Linked DNA regions of Mus musculus: region 2 is linked to region 1. A link is a contact called in public HiChIP or PLAC-seq data. All regions are on one chromosome and are shown on one strand. The core of a region is the stretch at or near the end of the contact, and the rest is flanking DNA. Distances in the headings are between cores, read along the strand shown. Region 1 holds the start of Dreh (down-regulated in hepatocellular carcinoma). Region 2 has its middle 22 kb from the start of 4930583I09Rik.

What was found. HiChIP or PLAC-seq counts read pairs in DNA pulled down with a chosen protein or histone mark.
Region 2: a contact with region 1 is called in a CTCF HiChIP or PLAC-seq map of CD8 T cells, with 5 read pairs. The contact joins the enhancer-like site here to the promoter of Dreh in region 1. A contact is called at or near these places in 7 of 39 promoter capture datasets (the 3T3-L1 cell line, the HPC-7 cell line, HPC-7-derived erythroid cells and 3 more), 2 of 15 datasets of contacts at CTCF or cohesin (CD8 T cells and the NIH/3T3 cell line), 6 of 484 Hi-C or Micro-C datasets (CD8 T cells, female germline stem cells, granulocyte-monocyte progenitors and 3 more) and 7 of 115 datasets of contacts at active chromatin or transcription factors (CD8 T cells, the SCID.adh cell line, bone marrow-derived macrophages and 2 more).

Annotation. Positions count from the first base shown.
Region 1 is chr17:64,765,048-64,769,871 of GRCm38.p6, reverse strand. Dreh (down-regulated in hepatocellular carcinoma) reads right to left here and starts at 2,761. Exons shown (of 2, transcript NR_105051.1): 1 at 2,528-2,761; 2 at 1,941-2,433.
Region 2 is chr17:64,855,826-64,860,481 of GRCm38.p6, reverse strand. No RefSeq gene overlaps it. Among named protein-coding and RNA genes, the nearest start is that of 4930583I09Rik, 22 kb to the right of the region's middle. Within about 2 kb of position 1,516, at least 33 of the 459 cell types and tissues checked have an H3K27ac peak or open chromatin away from gene starts, as enhancers often do. A contact at or near this core is called in CD8 T cells, the SCID.adh cell line and memory CD8 T cells, where this site is marked.

The sequences.
Region 1 (4,824 bases), core at 1,512-4,011:
GGTTCATTAGTCCAGTCTGTGTCTCCTGAGGTTTTTAGAGAAATAGCTGCTGTCCTGTTTCTCACTTACTTTTCTGATCATTGCTTAATTAAATGGTTAGGGAATGAGTATAAATGACAGGTTTCAATGTTTTTCCATTAATGTGATAATATCAGAATTCACTGGCTGTAATTAGTAAGTGGATGCATACATCAATTCACATCTGCACACATAGGGTTCACAAAAAATGGATTATGCTATACATATTGAGCTATGATTCTCATTTATCCAAATCCCTTAGCAAACATTTGCATGTCTATATATATATATATATATATATATATATATAATCTACTTTATCAATTGCTGCATAATGTTCTACATTATGGATATACAATAATTTTAGACAAATGAGATGCATGAATATTTCAATTGTTTGTAATTTTGACCTACTGTACAGAGGAAGGGCTGGCAAACTTCCTATGAAGGATCAGATAATAAATATCTTAGGCTTATGCAAACAGAAAGTCTCTGTTGCAATTATTGAATTCTATTGTTGTGACAATAAAACAGCCAGAGATGATAAATTTAAAAACGAACATGGCTGTATTCCAATTATACTTCATATTCAAAACTAGACAATGAGCTGGACTTGGTCATGGGACATAGCACATAGCTTGCTAATCTATGATATATGGTTTTGATGTATGTTTCTGTGTTTACATGGTTTTGCTTCTTCTATTACTGTGTCTTTAAAATTCAATGTGTACTTTCCCCTGACATCTTTCCCCATCTCTTTGCATTTGGTTACTATTGTTACATATAAACATGTGCTCACATGTATGTACACATGTGAATATATACATACAACATGCTGAGCCTACTTAATGCTGCTCAGACGCCTATGGTTTGAGGCTGACCACTTAGTGTTGAATGGCCAGGACATCTGTTGTGAAATTGTGTCTTCTATATAGGACAGAGAAGTTTCATCCATGAAATGTCAACAATGTGGTAGTCTACACCAGACCTGAACGATAACACCGCCAGTCACATACCAACAAGGGCACGGGAAATACCACCAAGCCCCACCCCTAGAAGAAGAGTCACTGGCATTTAATTACTGCTGGCACCTCTAGTCACAAGGAGCATCACAAGGGCTCCACTGTCATGACTGCGTCTCTCTAAATGTCACATTGTAAGTTAGTCTCCTTCACATGAATTTTGGAGAAACAAAACAGTAACTCTATAATATTGAATAAAAACATGGATTTTAGGGTTATAAATATTAACATATAATTATCAGATTTTTCTACATTGTGTAGTCTTGTCAAAGTCTTTGAAGCATCTAATTCCCTGCATATTAGCATTAGTACCTTATTACGGCTTATTTTATTATTCAATAAGTTAGGGGGTAAATGTATTATTTTGGTTTAATTTGCATACTTTGATTACTCATGAAGATAATAACATGTTTATTGGTGACCTACATTTTTTATCTAGGAATCTCCCATGTATATATCTTCAGTCAGCTTGCCTGTGTTACCATTTTTCTCATTGATTTTAATAAATTCTTTATACATGAGAGAGGTCATGTCCTATTTACTTTCTGCATTTGTGTGTTGCTATGACAACTAGATGTGACCTATAATACTCAGGGTATTCTGAAGCACTTGTTCCATGTTGTCCCTCACTCAGCAGGTCAAGCTCACTGAAGTCAAGATTGCTTATCCTCATTTTTGTCCTCACAGTGACAGTTTCTGTCTTATAGCTGGTATACCACATGTGATTGTTAAATAAACTAATAACACATATTGAAAATACCTCTTCACTTTCTTTTGTCTGTATAGCATCTCTGGCAATATCATTTTTAATTCTTATCATCAAATTAGTTATTTCTTTGTATTGCTCAGGCTTATACCAAGGTTAGAAAGACCTTTATTCTCAAGCAATTAAAATATTTTCTTTTTATTTTATTGTACTTATAACCTTGGTTATTCAATTGCATCTTTAGTGTACAAATCAACTTTCATCTGTTTGTGACAGGCACTCAGTTTCATTTGTTTTTCTAATCAATGCCTTACTATTATTGAGTGATCACCTCTTTACAATCAGTATCAGATGAGGTCATCATATCCTAGCTTGGACTCATGTGACAGTGGCACATTTTGGTATCTGACACATTTGCGATGGGTATCTCTGTCTGTTTTCTTCTTTCCTGATTTCTGCTCTTTGCTGTGTTCACGTAAGAGCACTTTCCCGGTGACCAGAGTTTCAGTTTGTCAACTTGCTGCTGGGTCTGCCAGTCATTTCCTACAGGGTAAGCCAATAAGCAGTGCACTGGATCACAGAAGCTTAATTTTCAGCCTGGCTTCTTAGCTCTCAGGCTCCATCGTCATACAGGGCTGACCTGCTTCATGGCTACTGTGAGACTAGGGAGCGGGGCATCATCTGCATCTAAGAGGTAAAAAGCTCCTGGTGAGTGAAAGCCATTCATAAATCCCATTAGGGACAACACCCAGTGATGTCATGTCTGGGAGATCTTACTCACCATAGCTGAATGGAGAAGAGTGTCATCATTGTTGTCGTCATGCACAAATGGAAGTGAATCCTTGAAAACAGCTCCTGTTTCCCTTCCAGATATACTCTAAGCTCCCGAGCATTACACACACCAATCGAAGCTGATAGTGATTTTGAAGGAGCTCTAGCAGGCCTGAGGATGGCAATCATGGCTCTAGTAGGCCTTGCCCTTCTGCCTTGCTAAAAACCATTAGATTATAGTCCTGCAACTAGCCCTCAAGGTCCATTCCCTTATTTCACCTCTTCCTCCCCGGAGGCTGAGTATCAAAGTTCAGCCTCAGTATTGAAGTCCAGCAATCAAAAGCCTCCCTTTGGCCACCTTAACAAGCCCAGTGGGAAAAAAAAAAAAAAAACAACTCATCCTAACATGGGGGTTTTCACAATTTCACAACACAAACTACCATTTGTCTATGGGTCATGTCTGTTTTCTCTCTATCCAGAGGCTGTCGTTTGCACGACACCCTAGACAAATTTCTCTCTTGTCCTCTCCCTCCTGCCTTTGTCTCTTATTCCCTGCCCTTTGTCAAATCCCCTTCGGCACTGCCATTTCCTAAGGGAATGGTGTAAGTCATGAGGCGAGCACAGCTGTTTTGACAAGGTACCAGCAAAGCTGAGTCACATGCTATGAGTCTGAAGTCCTTTACTTTTGGTTCACATCTCTGTGTGTTAAACTTTTGGGGGGCGGAGCTATAAGCACGACAATCCACCCAGGTCTTCTCTGACAAAACTGTTTATGTATTCTGCTAAGAAAGTCCTCATGTACCAGCCCCTGCTCTTAAGGAAATAACAACCCTAGTGGACCCTACTTGGGAGTCTTCCCTGTGCCTTGGAGATTGTTATCTGTCTCTGGGTAAATTCATGAAACAAAAACAATTAAGAATTGTTTAAATTCAGAGGGGCTGACAAGGCTCAGCAGGATAGGAGAGATGACAGTAAATCAGAGCAAAGAACTCCTTCTACAAAATATTTAGAATTTCTTAGAATTATAACATACAAGAAAAGAGACTATACATACAAAGCCCCTAGTAAGAACTCCATAACACAAGCTAGGATGACTAAGATAAGATGATAGCATGTATAGGTGATGTAAGAACAACATAAAAGAACCTAAGAAGAATAAGGCATTAGGATTTGTCATTCTTGGAAAGAATGGCTCACACCAGGCTGCTGTATTGTTGATTAATGTAGAAACAAAAGATTGTTTTATTAAACAAATTCTTACAAGATTATAAATAACTGCAACAAGACTCCTAAGCCCAAATTCTCAGGCTTAGGCAAATCTGCAAGCAATATAGCTGACCACTAAAAGTTGATAATATACCTCTTAAAGCGGGGTGATTCACCTAGACTGACTCAGATTCTATCCATCCTCTATCTATTCTCATCTTGAAACCACTAAGTGCTGCCAGCTTGAGAACAGTCTGTTACATGCTTGCTTGCTTGCTTGCTTGCGCTAAAACGATTTTTAGAATTTTAGGAAAAAGGATATGGGGTTGATAATAATAAAACCTTTCTACCTGGGCTTAACCTGCAACCCTGGGCATATTAGAAAAGTATGATCAGAATACATTGATATGATCTGCACCTATTGAAGTCATGAATGTTTTAAAATCTGTGTAAGTAAAGAAACTTTCTGATTGTCAGACAGTCAGAAGTTGCAAAGCCTCCCAGTCTTGGCGTCTGACTCATCCCTCCTCTCGTCTGTTCCTTACATCCTCTCTAGTACCCTGTCCCTGCTGGGGCTGTCCTCTGGCACGCCTTTGTGCTGAGAACTTGGCCTGACAATCCTTGAGCTTACTCCGAGAATCCCTACAGTCCTGAGCACCGCTGTGATCTTGGCATGCTTGTGTCTGTTTGGAATTCTTATAATGCTTCACGTAGCTCTTCCTTCTCTGGCAGGGTTACAGGGTGTACAGAGTCTGCCCCCAGGAGGCAATCAGAACGAAAGATTAAAATTCCGTTGTCCCGAAGGGCCACCAACTAGTTAGCTTAACACACCAGAAACTTGATCCATCCTGCTCTGATCCCAATAGTGTCAGCACTGTTCTTTTGCTCTATGGCTTCAGTTTGGCGTCCCCTAACTTGCAGCCAAGATCACAACAGTGGCTGCGTCCACCGTTTGATGCCATCACAGTCACATACCACCTGGTCTCTGTGTCCTCTTATCTGTCTCATCAGGACATTTGGCAGTAAACTTGGGGCCTGTTCAGGAACTCTGAGGTGGCATCCTCTATAAATCTTTAGTTTAATAACACCTGCAAAGGTCCT
Region 2 (4,656 bases), core at 267-2,766, 92 kb before region 1:
AGGTGTGTGTCTGTGTATATTGTATATGTGTGTGTATATGTGTGTATGTGAATGTATGTGTATATGTATGTGTGTGAGTGTGTGTGTATCTGTGTGTATGTATATATGTGTGTGTATATGTGTGCATATGTGTATATGTGTACATGTGTGTATATGTATGTATGTGTCTGTATCTGTGTCTGCATATGCATGTACGTGCTTGTATGTGTATCTGTGTCTGTGTGTGTGTGTGTGCATGTGTCTGTACCTGTGTCTGTGTCTGGACAGTACCTAGAATCTATTCCTTTGGCAAACTACCAGCATACAATCTAAGAATCCAGTATTGTCTCTGTAACCCTTATATTATATACTACAAAACCAAAAAATAAAAAATAACAAAATAAAAGCCAGGCATGGTGGCACACGCCTTTAATCCCAGCACTCGGGAGGCAGAGGCAAGTGGATTTCTGAGTTCGAGGCTAGCCTGCTCTACAAAGTGAGTTCCAGGACAACCAGGACTATACAGAGAAACCCTGTCTCAAAAACAAACAAACAAACGAATAAATAAATATAAATAAATAAATAAATAAATAAAATACTACATTTCCAGATTTAACAACTCCCTGTACAACTTTGTTCTCTTTGATCATCTCCACTCATTTGCCTGTTTTCTCTGTCACAGAAACCACTGATTTTACTCTCTGCTTGTATGGATTCAACTTAAAAATATTCTTCACTTAAAACATAATTTATAGTAGGTGCCTTTCTGTATGTATGCTAGTTCTTTTACCATTATGTCCTATAAATTAGTCAGTGTCATTGTAAATGGCAGGATCTCCTTCTGTGGCAAAGATGGAAATATGCACACATATTATCACATGTGCAAATATAAGCACACACACTGAACACACACCTTTTTCTATTAATTTATTTTACGTTTTGACAATAAAAACTGGAAGTTTTTCCTTGTCTTGATATTGTAATTAACTTTTCAGAAATTTTTATAAAATGACTTCACATCACACACCTGTAATGGTACACGCCTGTAATTTCAGCACTCTGAAAGTAGAGGCAGGAAAACCACAAGTGTGGAGCTAGCTTGAGCTACATTGTGAGTTCATGTCTACCCTAAGATCATATATAAAAAGAAAAAAGATCAGATGGTACACTAGGGACTAAGGGTAGAGGGCTCTACCCATTCTAGTACAAGTCTGTGTAAGGCCACTGGCCAGGAAATCACACTACAAAGAGAAGGCTAAAAGGAGAAAGGCACTTGAGACCCTGCGAAGATTCCAAAGCCAAGATGAAGCTCATGGCAAGAGCAGTATCTAGGTTCAGGATTCCTCAGGAAGGGGAAGAGAAAAGACTAAAGATGTTAGAAATACAAGAATATAGAGGAAGTGGGACCTTATCAGAGAAAGACAAGACCCTGAGGTTCAGTGGACAGAGGTCAGAAAGCTCGTGTGGTTAGAGACTGCTCGTGTGGTTAGAGACTGCTCTGGGTGGTTAGAGACTGCTCGTGTGGTTAGAGACTGCTCGTGTGGTTAGAGACTGCTCTGGGTGGATGCATCTTCAGCAGCTTAGAAGGGATCCTTTCTCTTCCATATAATAAGAAACCCTTGACAGGATCGCTAGAGAAGACATCAAATAGAAAGATGGCTCAATCTGCAAAAAGCTTGCTGCTCAAGCGTAAGGACTTTGATCTGTTCTCCCCCATACATGTAAAAAGTCAGGTACAGCCATGTCTGCCCATAGTCCCAGAGCTGAGGAGGTAGAGATGGAAGGACTCGAGGGCTGGCTGCATAGCCAGTCTAACCAATTCCATGGGTTCCAGTTTAAATGAGAAACCCCATCTCATAAAAAATAAGATAAAGATCAACTAATGAAAACACTAGATGTTGACCTCTGATCCCTCCAAGTATCACACACTAGGTTCATATGTTCGCACATAATCACACACACACACACACACACACACACACAAGCGTGTGCCCCAAATACTAAGATAGGAAGTCTTTAATACGCAAAATATCAGTTAGAAAGCCAAGATCACATAGCCAATAGAAGTCACTGCACACTGACACTCCACTCCTGACAAAGCTGAGCGGTGATGAACGGAGCTGCTCGTGTGTTGACAGGCTTCACTGGTTAAACTCAGTCTATCATTTTCTGTCTCCTACAGTGCTCCGGGAAATAGGTAAAAGCTATCTGGATGACTAATTCAATTTATTTAATAGGATGTTTGTTTTTGCAAATGCCATGTTAACTACAGTGTGTCATATCGGAAGTAAAAATATGCAAACCAAATTTTATTTTAAGTTCAATATTACTACGGTTTAGAGGGTATGATTGGCAATTCTGAAGTGTAAGGAAAACAGCCACCACGGATTTCAAACTTCTTTCTAAAACCCTCCGCTATTTATTCCATCTGTCCCCTGGGCTGTACATGGATATTTTTAACATGGTTCTCTGTCAATTCTTTGATAGTTTTCTTGAAGGGCTACTTAGTGAGTTCAATCAATATCTGCTGCCTTATGGATTTTTGGGGTGGTGGGGGGTAGGGAGACTAGCTGACATTCAGAGGAGAAAAAAAATCTAATTCTTGTATCTTTAAGATTGAGAGACAAAGAATCACTCTTGTGATTTTGACCCGTAAGTTAACTTACACTAAGTTGATATATTTTTGTGTTGTGTTGGGAATACAGCTTGCAAACTTCAGGTATTCTCTGAAAAAAAAAACTACAGAAGCTTCCTTGGCCAAATTCAAGGAAAAGCTTCATTCTTAGTTGAGTTTCATGGTGCTGATTAACGCTTCTGCTTCTCCCCTTTACAAGAGGAACCGACTTCATCCTGGCCTCTCTCCATAAACAACTGGGAAATGGGGGAAAATATATGAAGTGGTTGCGAGCAGATGCTGGACAGCAGGAAGCCTCGGACTATGATCTTGAAAGAGAGAAAACAAGCTCGCGTAATACTCCCATTTTGCTGAAGGAGGGTTTGGAATTGCTGATTTGAAGGGATTTACAGAGCCAAGCACGAGAGAAGAGACCATTGTGGTGGTGGTTTGAATAGGAAAAGCCTCTATGCACTCATGTGTCTGAATTCTTGGGCCATAGGGCGTGGCACTATTAGGAGGTGTGGTCTTATTGGAGTAGGTGTGGCCTTGTTGGAGGAAGGATGTCACTGGGTGAGCAGACTTTGAGGTTTCATATGCTCAAGCTATGCCTGGTGTGACTCACAGTCTCTTTCTGCTGCCTGCAGATGATGATGCAGAACTCTCAGCTCTTTCCCCCAGCACCATGTCTGCCTGCATGCCACCATGTCCCACCATGGTAACGGTGAACAACTCTGAAGCTGTGAGCCAGTCCCAAATGAAATGTTTTCCTTTATAAGAGTTGCCATGGTCATGGTGTCTCCTCACAGCAATAGAAATCCTGAATGATACAAAGGTACATGGACTGTCACTAGATACATTAGAAGGATGATCTGTGTCTTTGTTTGAACATCAAGATGTGTGTACATTACATAAAACTGTACAAGGTGGGTGAAGTGCAGCTTTGGGCAATCCTAAAATCACATTTCCTGAGCTCAAACTTAGAGGATATGTAGATCGTGGCCAGCAAGAGGAAAACTTCCTGATTGACCACACAGGACTTTTGGTAGAGATCCAAGGCATGGTATTCTTAAGAGAGAAACTAATGTAACCCACAGCACATTGTTTAAGACATACTCTAAATGCTTACACATAGTTTCCAGTGCAATCAGGATGGCCCACAGGAGCCGACTTGCTTATTGAATTCTTTAGAAGAAGAGAGGTGTCCATTGACAGTGTTTGAGTCAAAAATTAATCCAATCAGTAAGAAAGCAGGAAAGGACATTGCTCCCATCTTGGTGGAATTTGGATCCCCGCTCAGGTCTGCTCCTCAATGATCCTGTGGTGGAAACTTTGTTGCCACTGTAATGTTATTGAGGTGGCCTGCAACCTAGTAGCAGGTAATTAGATCCTGAGGGCATCACCCTCAGAGGGGCTAATACTTACCTCACAGCAGTGGTTAGCATCCTATGACTAGGTTTGCTCTCAAAAGAGACTCCTGCTGCATCTAGCCAGTTTCCTCTGCACTTTTCTTCACAACCATCCCACGACACAGCCCGTGGTCCACACCAGGACTCTAGAGCCATCAAAACTGTGATGTACACAAAGCACTTCATGCTACTTAGTATGAAACAGGACAAAAAGAACAGGACTGGAGAGATGGCTTAGCAGTTAAGAGGACCCAGAGGCTTTTGCAGGAGACCCAGGTTTGATTCTCAGCGCACATGGTAGCTCACAGCTGTCTGTAACCCTAGTTCTAAGGGATCTTATACATAAGCACAGGCAAAACACCAATACACATAAAATAAAAATAAATAAAAGTTAAAGAAAAAAAACAGACTAAGACAGTCCCTAAATAATTCTTTGGTGGAAACAACATCTATATTTTAATGACAGCAAACTTTGTTAAGGATAGCATAGCTGAGGGAAACAATCACTAAGCCGCATGTCTCTATGCCCTCAGCTCACAGTCACCTCCATTCTGCCCATGGAGGAAAACAAGTCTCTGAGAAGAAAGACAGGGGAATTTTTCAAACCAAAGCAAAATCTGCTCCAAATACCACAGCAGGCCACAAGGGCTGTGA